2 separate regions of the Mus musculus genome follow, and region 2 is linked to region 1. Evidence: chromatin contacts called from public HiChIP or PLAC-seq data. All regions are on one chromosome and are shown on one strand. The core of a region is the stretch at or near the end of the contact, and the rest is flanking DNA. Distances in the headings are between cores, read along the strand shown. Region 1 overlaps Ano6 (anoctamin 6). Region 2 overlaps Arid2 (AT rich interactive domain 2 (ARID, RFX-like)).

Region 1 (5,979 bases), core at 1,590-4,089:
CGAGGACTCACTCCTTCCGCTCTCAAATGAAACAGTTGAGAACACTGTGAAAGGCTTTGCAATTTGAATTACTGGAAACTGTCTAGAATTTAAACCTGGAACTTTCCCAGCTGCTCGACACTTGACACAGAGCTCCCAGGTTCCCAGAATCCCAGACCCTCTGATTCTTGCTATCACAGCCCCTGGTCCTGTGGTTAGAGCCATTATGCAGAAGTAAAGAGGATATCACCATGTCTAACTCAGCCATGCTAACACCCTACATGTATGCAACGCTGGTGATCCCGATGACGGTCTTGCACATGTCAAGCAAGTGACTCTACCCATGACCCAAATTTCCACACCTTTTTTTGCTCTGTGAATTTGGCCTTAAAGGGCGGATTAATTATATATCCTAAAAACCCATGTACACTAACACAAACGTGCATGGGTGTGTAGAGGTACGTGTTAACAGCTTAACATTATCTTTCAGCTATCATGAAAGGAATATATCAAAAGTGTTCGTCGGATCTCAAACCGCCCACGCTAACACTCTGTCTAAAAATGATCCTGTTCAAAGACAGGTCCCTGCATTTTCTGTATCACCAGACTATGTATTACCTCTTAAAATCGAAAGCAACTAAATGAGCTGAGCAAGGCGTCCTAGACTACCTTTTCTGTTTTCTGGAAACAGAAACTTTCCAATATAAGAAGCAGCTGAGATACAGAGACCTCTCCGCAGCATATGGGCTGGGGGCCAAAGAGAATGAGAAACGTACACACCAGCGTGACGGGTGACTACTCCAGCCACCAGCCACTAAAGATACACCTTTAACACTGAAAATTAATGCTGTCCTACAGAGAAGCAGGAGACAACATCTACAGTGTCAGGGATTGGAACACAGAGGAAGCAGGAGGGTAGTAATTTTGAGGCCAAACAGAGATACAAAGTGGCACATTGGGGGGGTGGGGGGTGGGGGTGATGACAAGAATTCCTTTAGGGAGAAAACAAAGGCTAACTATGAAATGTGGCCTGAGATTTATACTGACAGATAGCTCACAATTATAATTCGTTATAAAATGAAAAAGCTGAGGCATGCGATTTATAATAATCAACGAATGACTTCATAGATGAAACTTCACGCCAAATTCCCCTCGTTTATAAGCTCCCACAGTCCCTGTGCTGACAGCACCCCAGGACTGACGCTGGCCACTTCCTCCTAGAGTTCTAAAGTCTTGTAGAACACACACCATATTTTTAATACTTTTAACATTATTCCTTTTTACATTTACAAATGTTTTACCTACATTTGTGTCTATGCATCATATGCATGCCAGGTGCCCAAGGAAGCCAGAAGAGGGCATCAGGTCCCTGGAAACTCAGTTGTGAGCCACCATGGGGGTGCTTGGAACCCAACCCAGTTCCCCTACAAGAGCAGCCAGTGAGTGCCCTTCACTGCTGAGCCATCACCTCTCCAGCCCTGACCGACCCCTGGACCGCATTTTGTTTACTCCCTTAGACATAAAGTCTGGCAGTGAACACAAAAAAAGACTCTACTATGTGTTTGCAGGTAAACAGGATACAATAAATGCATGTGACAGAATATTACTCAGCTATTCAGTGTGATTTGTGATATATATTTTATAGGTATAGAATACATAATGAAAAGTTCCAGAAATTAATAACGTTGATGGCTGAATAACTGAGTACACTTAGTGCTAGGGAAAATTAGAAAAAGGTTAAAATGATAAATGTTATGTACATATTACCACAATGAAAGAAATACAGTGAGAGGAAGGACCGTTTGTCAGCAAGGCAAGTGAAAAAGAGTCTATGTCTGAACCGCATAAAGCTACAAACGTCCCTTTGAAAGGGCAGGGAAGCGGCTTGCCGAAGCTTTTCCAGGGCTTGTGTTTGGGAGGCAATGTAGCCGGGTGAGCTTGTCTGTTGCGATTTTCCAGCTTCTTTGTTGCTTGTTTGTTGCAGTTCTCCATGGTTTCCAAATTCTCTAGAACTGCTCACATAATCAACCCTTGCAAATACAAAGGGGTGTGGTATAGCCAGAGCAGGAGATGCCAGGCTTATCACCAGCAGGTTAAATGCGGATCAAAGTCAATTTACCTGGTGGACTATTCATGCAGCCTATCACTGTTGGGTGCTCGCCATCCCTGTGGCAGCCCAAACTCGTGAGTTAAAAGTTTTATCTTTATTATAAGGTAATGTTTTGCTTGCTTTTGTTTTTCTTTTTCTCTCTGGCAAGAAAGCATGCGGCTCAGATCTGTTGCACCACTAGACATGCCTCCGCCAGCCTTAGTGTCACAACTGATGGGCTTGCTCTGGACATACAAGTGACTGACTGGATCGTGAACAGTTGTTCTCAAGAGACAGTGAATGTCTTCAGGACAGGAACCTGGGACAAGATGTGGAGGTGACCTGAAGGAAACACCAGACTCACCATTGTGGAAGATCTAGAAGCAAGGCGATCAGAGTCGCACAAACTCAGGCAGATGCCACACCGAAAGGACTGCCATTATCACACATGCCATGAAAACACTCCCTGTCTTAGTGACCCCACAAGTGGGGACAATCATGCTTCCCTCCTGAATATTTAACAGGATGGAAGGTTCTGAGTCTGCTCTCAACAGGTGATCAATCCATACCATGAGCTTCCGTCCATTTCCTGTTCAAAGTGTCTAATAAAAATCAAACAAACAAACAAACAAACAAAAACCAACAGTGAAATGCTAAAAGTGTTAGTGTTAACAGGCGCGGTGACAGAAGCACAGGAAAATGTACTTTCTCACTGACCCCAGTGAGGACCTTGTAATAAAGTTCACGAGAATTTTCCTACTCTTTGTTCCTCAATAATAGAAAACTATTCATCACTATTTGTCAGTGACCTCATATACCAGAGAAACCATCAAGACGCTTGCATTTCCTTTTTTGATAATCCTCTTTTGAAATCTTGCATTCCTTAACTGCAGTGGGTCCTCAGAGTCCTCAGAAAGGTCTGTTACCCTGACAAGGATGAACACACTACCAGGCTAGCTCCCAAGCTTTGGGGGGAAAAAAAAAACTGATTCTGAGTGACTATGGTGCTCCCAAGAGAACCCAGAGGTCCAGTGTGACCAACAATGGGCACTGTGTCTGTTCCATGACCGTTGATCTACATGCAAACTTGAAGTTACCCACATGTCTTAGGGAGCTGATAGCATCAAACGTTGCATCAGATCAACACCAAACAAAACCCTCCCTGTAGAAAGGCAGCTCCTATCTTTGCTAAGATCAACCTCCTTCCCATAAAAAAACACACTCTGCCTTACTAAGCCATGAATACCAGAGAACAGTCAGCCGTTGGGAATTTCCTTTGTGCACAATAAACTACACAAGCTGAACTCGCTACCTTAGGGCTGGGGAGCTCAAATTCATAAGCATGCATATCAGCAATAAGCCAGGCTTGCCTGATGAAAGAGAAAATACAAACAACTTTGCCGGGGTCCATCACGTTGTAGAACAATGATTGTGAACCTACCTAAGGCTGTGACCCTTCAGTGCAGCTCCTCATGTTAGGGTGTGCCCCAATCGTAAAATTATTTCCATTGCTATTTCACAACTGTAATTTTGCGGCTGTGATGAATTGTAATGTAATTATATGATATGCAGGATATCTGATATGTGACGCCCACAAGGGGTCCTGGCCCACAGGTTGAGAACCGCTGCACTAGAACAAAGGGATGCAGAGGGTTATTCTGCACTGAGGGTGAGGAATCTGCCTGGGCAGGATCTTGAGGGCTGGGTAGTTCAGCATCTCTCTATGGGCTGCTGGGTATGAAGGAATGGGACTGACTCTGCCTCTGAGAGGGTTCAGTTCATGCTGACTCCTTCTTTACTGCTGGAAAACGGGCACCACGGAACCACGCTTGTAATACCTACTTGCCTGCTCTCCTTACCTCGGAACAAAGCATGGGGCACTTCCATTCTCTCTCCAGTCTTTCAAACCCATGTTTCTTGCCCTAGAGAGGTGTCAGAGAAGAACCAAAGAGGCAGAAACCAGCCTGCTAGGAGGATCTGGAAAGAGTATCTGGAGCCAACTTCCAGAGCATGACAGTGACTAGTCCCTGTGGGGTTCTAGCCGGTAAGGGCCTGTCCTGTGGGCGCCAAGGACATCCCTGCCAAGCTCAGCCAGAGTCAAAGCATCTTCAAACCATTTCTGTACTCTGTCGCTGTCCTCATCCATTTAGTGTATGTGTGAGAGTGTATGTGTGTGTGTGTACATGCATGTGTGAGTGTGCACATGCACACTCTCTTGAATTTTTGTTTTTCTTTTGTTTTTGTTTTGTTTTTCAAAAACTATGGCTCTCAGCTTTTCACACATGATCCTTTAGCAGGATCTGATAAAATCCGAAACCCCTTTCCCTAGGGGGAAAAGAAAACCTCAAAAGCAGAAACACGTAGAAAGAATTATCTAGAAGCTCTGAGAATCCCGAACCCCTAAGCCCACCATACATACCAGGAGGAGGAATACTCTGCAGTCTGAACATTTCTGGGTGACTGCCACATGCCAAGCACCAAGAAGAACCCACCTCAAGCTCAGCCCCCCACCTTCTGACTGCCAGCCCATCCTCCCACGACCTGCCTTGGTTCCCTGTAAAACTGCTGGGAACTTATTTATTTATTTATTTATTTATTATATGTAAGTACATTGTAGCTGTCTTCAGCCACACCAGAAGAGGGCATCAGATCTTGTTACAGATGGTTGTGAGCCACCATGTGGTTGCTGGGATTTGAACTCCGGACCTTCGGAAGAGCAGTCGGGTGCTCTTACCCACTGAGCCATCTCACCAGCCCCCATGCTGGGAACTTCTACCTGCCTTTGTGCTATCTGTTCGGGAAACAGATAGTCAGTACTTTGACTATCCTGTCGGACAGAAATAACGCAACACTTACACGCTCCCAAGCCCCTCCTCCAAGAGGCACCACTTCCTTTTCTCCTTCAGTAGCCCCTGTACCAGGGATCCCATGGCACTTCCTACCCTCGAGAAGTCACATGCCCCTTTCCCTCTGTTAGGACTGTCAGCAGCGTGGAGGGCATGCGTGCTCAGCAACTAAATCACGTTCCATTTTCAGCTTCTAGTAAAGTCCCCACTCAGGAGGAAAGCACTCCACTGAGGTAAACAAATATGAATCAGACACTTTTAATATACATGTCCCTAACACTCAACCTGCTGGGACAAGTGATGTCACCATAAACCTTAAAGGAGCCATGGCAACAACCTAGACACAAGGATGGACAGCAAGGGCAGTCAGAAGCCGGCGTGAACGAGGAACATGGTACAAGTCAGAAGGTTTGGGAACCAAGAGTTAAAGAGGGAGCAGGCGAGAAAGAGAATCATGGGATGAAACATACAGGGCGGTGGCTTTATCCTCTGGAAGATGGCTTTGCTCGTTTCTTGTTTTTACTTAGTAAAGTAATGGAAAGAATAAATAAGCAATCTCGACCTCACTGTACGTAGATGAGCACCAGCCTTTCGTCTTTATGTACTTTATAAACATGCACACCTGCACATGTGACGAGTGGTGTTTCTATCTTACTAAAATGTCTTATGTTTGCTATGTACCAGACCCTGTGCTGAATATGAAATCATTTAATGACCACTATTAATCATGATCCTTTTGAAAGATAATTATGGTTTTACCACTGTGAACAGACACCATGACCAAGGCAACTCTTATAAGGACAACATTTAATCGGGGCTGGCTTACAGGTGCAGAGGTTCAGTCCATTATCATCAAGACTGGAACATGGCGGCATCCAGGCAGGCATGGTGCAGGAGGAGCTGAAAGTTCTACATCTTCACCTGAAGGCTGCTACCACAACACTGACTTCCAGGCAGCTAGGATGAGGGTCTTAAAGCCCATGCCCACAGTGACACACCTACTCCAACCATGCCACACCTCCTAAGAGTGCCACTCCCTGAGCCAAGCATACACAAACCATCATA
Region 2 (6,301 bases), core at 1,503-4,002, 500 kb before region 1:
TAGAAATCAAGTGTAATTATTTTCCTAGATGAGGTCATCAAAACTACAATACATCTTGAGTAAGTGCTAACACTAACCAGTCCTCAGTCCCCACTGTGTGACTGTAGTAAGAGCTAACACTAACCAGTCCTAAGTCCCCACTGTGTGACTGTAGTAAGTGCTAACACTAACCAGTCCCCAGCCCCCACTGTGTGACTGTAGTAAGAGCTAACACTAACCAGTCCCCACTGTGTGGCTGTAGTAAGTGCTAACACTAACCAGTCCTAAGTCCCCACTGTGTGGCTGTAGTAAGTGCTAACACTAACCAGTCCCCAGTCCCCACTGTGTGACTGTAGTAAGAGCTAACACTAACCAGTCCCCACTGTGTGGCTGTAGTAAGTGCTAACACTAACCAGTCCTCAGTCCCCACTGTGTGACTGTAGGAATTACACACTAACCAGTCCCCAGTCCCCACTGTGTGACTGTAGGAAGTACACACTAACCAGTCCCCAGTCCCCACTGTGTGACTGTAGTAAGAGCTAACACTAACCAGCCTCCAGCCCCAACTGTGTGGTACCACAGCATGGGCCATCACTTAAACCAGACTTGGGCTTTTCGAAAACGGTCTTCAGAAAAGTCGTATGACTTCCTTCTTTGAAAAGTCTTATAAATTTAACAGCTTTCTATACCTCTTAGTCCCTTATGTATGGAAATAAGCACATTGTATTCAAAAGCTGAGATGAAACAGAGAGAAAAGATTTCAAGTTAAACCTATCACAAAGGAAGAAGTTGTTTACTTAATTGCCAGAATGCTTGTGAGCTATTACTAGTCTCTTAAATACAGCGGCTGGAAGCTGCTACTGACAACAGCCCCTATCAAAGGACATACAGTGCCCCAGAGTATCAGTTAGTGACAACTGAACTGCAGGTCCAACTTCACTTAGTGCTGAACAGGACACTGCTGTACAAAGCTTAAGTCACCCCACAAACATTGGCAGCTATGTATGAGAGAGACAGCACCTCCCAGCTACTGAGTTATCTCACGTGAGTTTGGTCACAGCATTAGTGTAAGCACACCAAGATGACAACACAAAAACAGTTCCACACGCTCCCCCCATAGGATCAAGTGCATGGACCAATGCATCACCTTTCCTTTGACCATCAGAAAATCAGCTAACAGATTATTCCCTCCTAAGAAGACCACTCAGTGGCATTCGGAGCACCCCTGTATCTTTGTGCTATTTCCTTGCGCCAAAAGTGAAACTTTTATCTTCATTCAGCAATGACTCCAACCACTGATCTGTTATACCCTCAAGAATTTGTCCTTTTGTTATCTGATATAAATACCAACCCCTTTTCTGTGTGTGTATGTGTGTGTGTGTGTGTGGTACTTAGCTTCTTTTACTTAGCATATGAGGTTTGTACATTCTGTTTTATGACAGAATGGTCCTACTATATGTACATAGCACATTTTGCTTATTCGTTCTTAAGCTGATGAGCATATGAGTCAATGCTACCTTTTGGCTACTGCTGAACAGTCTGCTTAGTATCAATTTTCAATTCTTTTGAGTACTATCTAAAAATAGAATTAGTAGGTCACATGGAAATTCTTTTTTGGAAAGCAGTTAAAGAGTATTTTTTAAAATCATATCACTGTTGATGGAAAATAAAATCTGACCAAATAGTACTGATAAAAACATCAGTGTTGCTTCAATCAGACATGGAGAGAGGAAAAGCACCCTCTTGTGAAGAGACCCTTGTGCCCTTGTCATTGTCATCAGACACACACCCCAAAGCTCGGTCAGACTGCATCCAAGACTTTATCTATACGCCTTCTCTTTCCATGCGCCTTCCTCAAGGACTCCGAACAACAGGCAAGATCTGTCCCTTTACTAAGACCCCCAAATGTACTTTCTCTAGGAATGAATTAGAAATAGAAAAGCTGAGTCTAGTATAGACAAAACAAGGACATTTATAAGCATGAATTATGATAATATATACTTACAAAAATTATAAATTTAAGAATTTTATAATATTCTTTCACAGAGCTATATAATATTTGGTATTTTTAAAAGTAGGTTAAAAATGACTTATCTTTTTTTACATTATTGTATTATTTTCTTGGATCTTCACATTAGGGTATTTAAAGACAATAAAATAAAAGACCTAGGTACCAGTAGTTATGTTAGTCTCCCTAACCACTGTGCCAAGGGACATTTACAAGGGATTTACATGTAAATCACAGCCAATACTCTTTCAAGTCTCCTAAGTTAGCAGACAAAAATAATTTCCCCTCATACCACAGAAGAGAAAGGGATTCTGTTGCCTCTTTAAAAACCACGCCAGTGACCCCTCTCGCCTTGTGTGCAGGAGGAAGAGGACAGTGTGGTGGCTTGCTAGGGGGTCAGTGTTCAAGTTCACTGTGAGGTCGGTTACCAAAACCTTTGAATAAGCACAAAACTGAAAATTAAAGAACTTCAAACCTTTCCTTCGTTCAAAGCTAAGGATGTGACAGAGCAGAGTTCAAACGCCTGACCATCTCATCCAGCTCTTGCTCTTTTGCATTTCTCTACAGCTTGCTGCCCTCATCTTAGTTTCCATCATCTCTTGTCCAAATGGAAACCTTTCATAATGAACTTTCCCACACTAATTACCTGTACTAATTATATCTCACAGTAGGCTCATCTCTCAGCTACCTTTTGCACTCACCTGTAGTGCCTTCAGACTTCATGTCCCTCCCTGAGTGCTGAGGGAGCAGGCGAGTCACTGTCCTGCTCTGCTGACTGTGACTCAGTGCTGCTGTCTGCTGAGTGGCAGCCTCTAAGGACACACCAAAGTCCCTGCACACTTCTTCTTTTTTTTTTTTTTAAAGATTTATTTATTTATTTATTATATGTAAGTACACTGTAGCTGTCTTCAGACACTCCAGAAGAGGGGGTCAGATCTTGTTACGGATGGTTGTGAGCCACCATGTGGTTGCTGGGATTTGAACTCCGGACCTTCGGAAGAGCAGTCGGGTGCTCTTACCCACTGAGCCATCTCACCAGCCCCCCTGCACACTTCTGCAATGGCCTTTCTCAGTCATTCAGCTCCACACTCACACACATGTACAGGTACCTCATGTGTTAACACTGTACAGACATGCGGTACTGACAGCTGTGTGCTGTATAACCCACTTTCATATGAATTTAGCAAACATGTACAACGTGTGCTGTTGGTACAGCTCCTTATTCTGTTTACTTGGACCGTAGTATTCTAAGTCATTTTAGACATTTAAGCTACTTCTTGACATTTTAAAAAATAACATAAATAAAACTGTCATAAATATCTATATGCCTACATCTTAGATATTTTCTACAATTTCTTTGGAATAAATTTCCATTCTTTAATTTAAAAAGGAACTTAGTAACCTTTATGTAGACAGAAACTTCCCAATATTTACAAAACAGTGAAGCAGCTCAGAAAGTGCTAAGAAGTTCTGATAGGAATTATTTTAAATGTATAAATTAGGCAAACCAGCTATAATTTAAAATGCTAGGTCGTTACAAAGTGAGTTCAAATCTACCCTGAACTACATAAGGATAAAGGAGGGGGTCAGAAGGAGCTCTCTGAGTGTGAGAGCAGCCTGGTCTAGTCTACATTCAAGTTCAGGCTAGTCAGAGTTACCGAGTGAATCTGGGTCCCAAGAACAGAGGAACTGGGGTGCAGCTCAGTGGCAGAGTTCTGGGCAGGCGAGTGTAAGACCCTGCGTACAAAGGGTGGGAAAGCCAGTGAACCTGAAGGACTCTATAAAAGCACACAGAGATAAAGGAGACAACCTAGGTTTATCAGCACATCCTAACTCTACAGAATGAACTCCCATCTCTATAAATGGATCTACATCATATCTACACCCTGCCCCGCATTGTCCTCTTTTGCTTTCTATTTATGCTAAAACTAGGATTTTTTTTTCTTTTGCATAAAAAGGATTCCGTGGTCAATTAACATAGACAATATACTGCTTCAAAGGCGCCTTTAAATAGGGACTTTTGAATTTCTTAATTCAAACTGTACACAGTGTAAGTCTGTACACAGCGACTCTGACTACAATACAATAGCAGCTTTTTTCACACTCACAGATAAAGTCTCCCTAAAATTCCTGCTCTCCCCCAACTGTGAAATTCTGTGTTTAGAAACAGGAGATCAGAGCAGATCAATTAGCAATAAGCAGAGATAGCCTACAATATTTAATTCCCATCCCAACACAACTGTGATGAGCTTTTTAAATCAATCAAAGGAATAAAAAGGACTCCTCAGAAAAACTGGCTTAGAGCAGCTGAGGTCAATGTCCTTTGTTTAAAGATAAATCTAGTTATACTCTGTGTTGGTAGAGACTGGTGACAATATGATATTTACTTTTTAAATGTGACAATTTATAATTTAAAGGCTTATCTATAGTGAGCAAAGTATTGGCATCTCATGTATTTTTCTTATAAATTTACAAATATTATATAATGTATGGACCAGTCCTTTTCTATGTAACAAGTCCTTCTACAGAAGTAGCACAAGTTAAGCTTTAATGCATTAAGAGATGCAGGTCCTTGAGATTGCATATGCGTGTGCACACATGTGCATGTGTGTATGAGTGTGTAAGCATCTGTGTCCGTCTATGGCATATCAACTATGTAATTCATATGCACCCCCCAAAGGTCCATGTGCTAAAGGAATGTAGGTAAAATGCCGAGCACTTAGCCCCTAACAATAAGGACTTTGAGACTATTTACTAACAAATGCCTAGGCCTATCATAACTTTGTGTTCATTCTCCGACTAGCTTGTAACTTATTGAACCCATTCAAACTACCCAATGTCTTCTGCGTGGTGAGTTATCTCTCCTTTAGTCCTGGCCCCCTTCTTTCTTAGTGTCTTCCTCCATGCCTCTCTGTGACTAGCCCTCATCCCTCCCCAAGGCTCCTACTTCTGTCACTCTTCCTACCCCTCTCCATCTCCTATTCCCTGCCTCAGCTCATTGGCTATTGGCTTTTCTATCAACAGGCAATGCTTATAAGAGATCCTCTCTACAGCATCAGAAGTAGTTGAAACTTTAAGATGTCAGGCCTAGTGGGGAGTCTTATACTGTATCCACCCCTCTGTTTGTGATAACACAATGGCCGCCTAGGTCCTGAGAGAAAGTGAGGTGAACAGTGTGAAACAGCGGCACCGTGACATTACATCAGGCTGCTGTACAAGGGCTCCATGACTACAGAACAGCAAGATCACACAACCTAGTCTGATAATTCAGTGGCTACTCCGTGACTAACACTGTGAATTAATAAGCTAGACAAAGAAACAATTCTTGTCTCAAGTGGGACACTTACAGAACAGCACAAGCTTCATTATGCTACTGAGAATGACCTACAACTTAAAACATATAAATGGCATATTTTACAGAATTTGCCATTTTATCTTTTGAGAGCATGGTTCACAGCAGTTAACTCAAACTGCAGAATGGGACCCACGAACAAGGAGGAAGTCCTGAACTCTCAAGGGCACAAATACCACTGGCTCGAAGGTTGGACGCTATCGGGAAACCCTGCTAATCAAGGGTCGAAGTCTACAACTGTCCAGAGAGCTCTCTTGAGCTTGGTGCAAAATGGAGGACTCCCTTTACAAGCAGGGCTTCTCCTTCCTTTACCTTGGCTGGGGATCATGACTCCCAACCTTCTCTACTTGGGGAAGGGTGAGCAGTCTTTGTCAGATCTCCAAATTCAACTCCCTCTCCCCCATAGCAACCGGCCCAACCAGTACCTGGGATCCCTAGAGTGCCTCTCCACACAAATGAGGTACAAGTCCACCCTGGATAAAGGTATGTGTACAACTGAGACTGAAGTGGAAACTGAAGGGCTCTTTGGAAAGTCGGTTGGATGGTGTTTTGCTGGGGCAAACAGGTGAAGGAACATTTCCTTAAAGTGGACACAGGTGTGAAAGGCTAAGGCAGACATACAAAGCAGACACAGGGGAGATGTTCCACTAAAGCAAGCACGTCAAAGGACTCATGATGAAGGACTCTTTGCTAACAACATGAATGTATTAGCCCACCTTACATTGCGTAGTCGAGCTGCATTTGTCTGGTCTCCACAGACCCTGGCTGATTGGATGTGAGTGCTGAGGCAAGGCACATGGAGGACAGTGATGTTTGGGGGGGTATAAAAAAGACTCCACGGAGTGACAGAGACAGAGCTAGCTGTACAACGCTTGCTTGTGGGTCTTCACTGATCTTCACTTCCTGAGAGTGGCGCAGCCGAGAACTTCTGGTGTTCCTGTTGGTCCCTCCTGCTGACTGGA

What was found. HiChIP or PLAC-seq counts read pairs in DNA pulled down with a chosen protein or histone mark.
Region 2: an H3K4me3 HiChIP or PLAC-seq map of bone marrow-derived macrophages shows a contact between it and region 1, with 4 times the contacts expected there. The contact joins two enhancer-like sites. A contact is called at or near these places in 5 of 39 promoter capture datasets (the C10 cell line, the HPC-7 cell line, cranial neural crest and 2 more), 1 of 484 Hi-C or Micro-C datasets (nephron progenitors) and 4 of 115 datasets of contacts at active chromatin or transcription factors (acute myeloid leukemia, bone marrow-derived macrophages, embryonic basal ganglia and 1 more).

What each region holds. Positions count from the first base shown.
Region 1 is chr15:95,821,306-95,827,284 of GRCm38.p6, reverse strand. The region is part of intron 1 of Ano6 (anoctamin 6); the gene reads right to left. It overlaps Gm17546 (predicted gene, 17546), which reads left to right. Exons shown (of 2, transcript NR_155277.1): 2 at 2,242-2,826. Among named protein-coding and RNA genes, the nearest start is that of Gm17546, 5.8 kb to the left of the region's middle. Within about 2 kb of position 2,839, at least 73 of the 459 cell types and tissues checked have an H3K27ac peak or open chromatin away from gene starts, as enhancers often do. A contact at or near this core is called in bone marrow-derived macrophages, where this site is marked.
Region 2 is chr15:96,325,407-96,331,707 of GRCm38.p6, reverse strand. The region is part of intron 3 of Arid2 (AT rich interactive domain 2 (ARID, RFX-like)); the gene reads right to left. Among named protein-coding and RNA genes, the nearest start is that of Arid2, 41 kb to the right of the region's middle. Within about 2 kb of position 2,752, at least 5 of the 459 cell types and tissues checked have an H3K27ac peak or open chromatin away from gene starts, as enhancers often do. A contact at or near this core is called in bone marrow-derived macrophages, where this site is marked.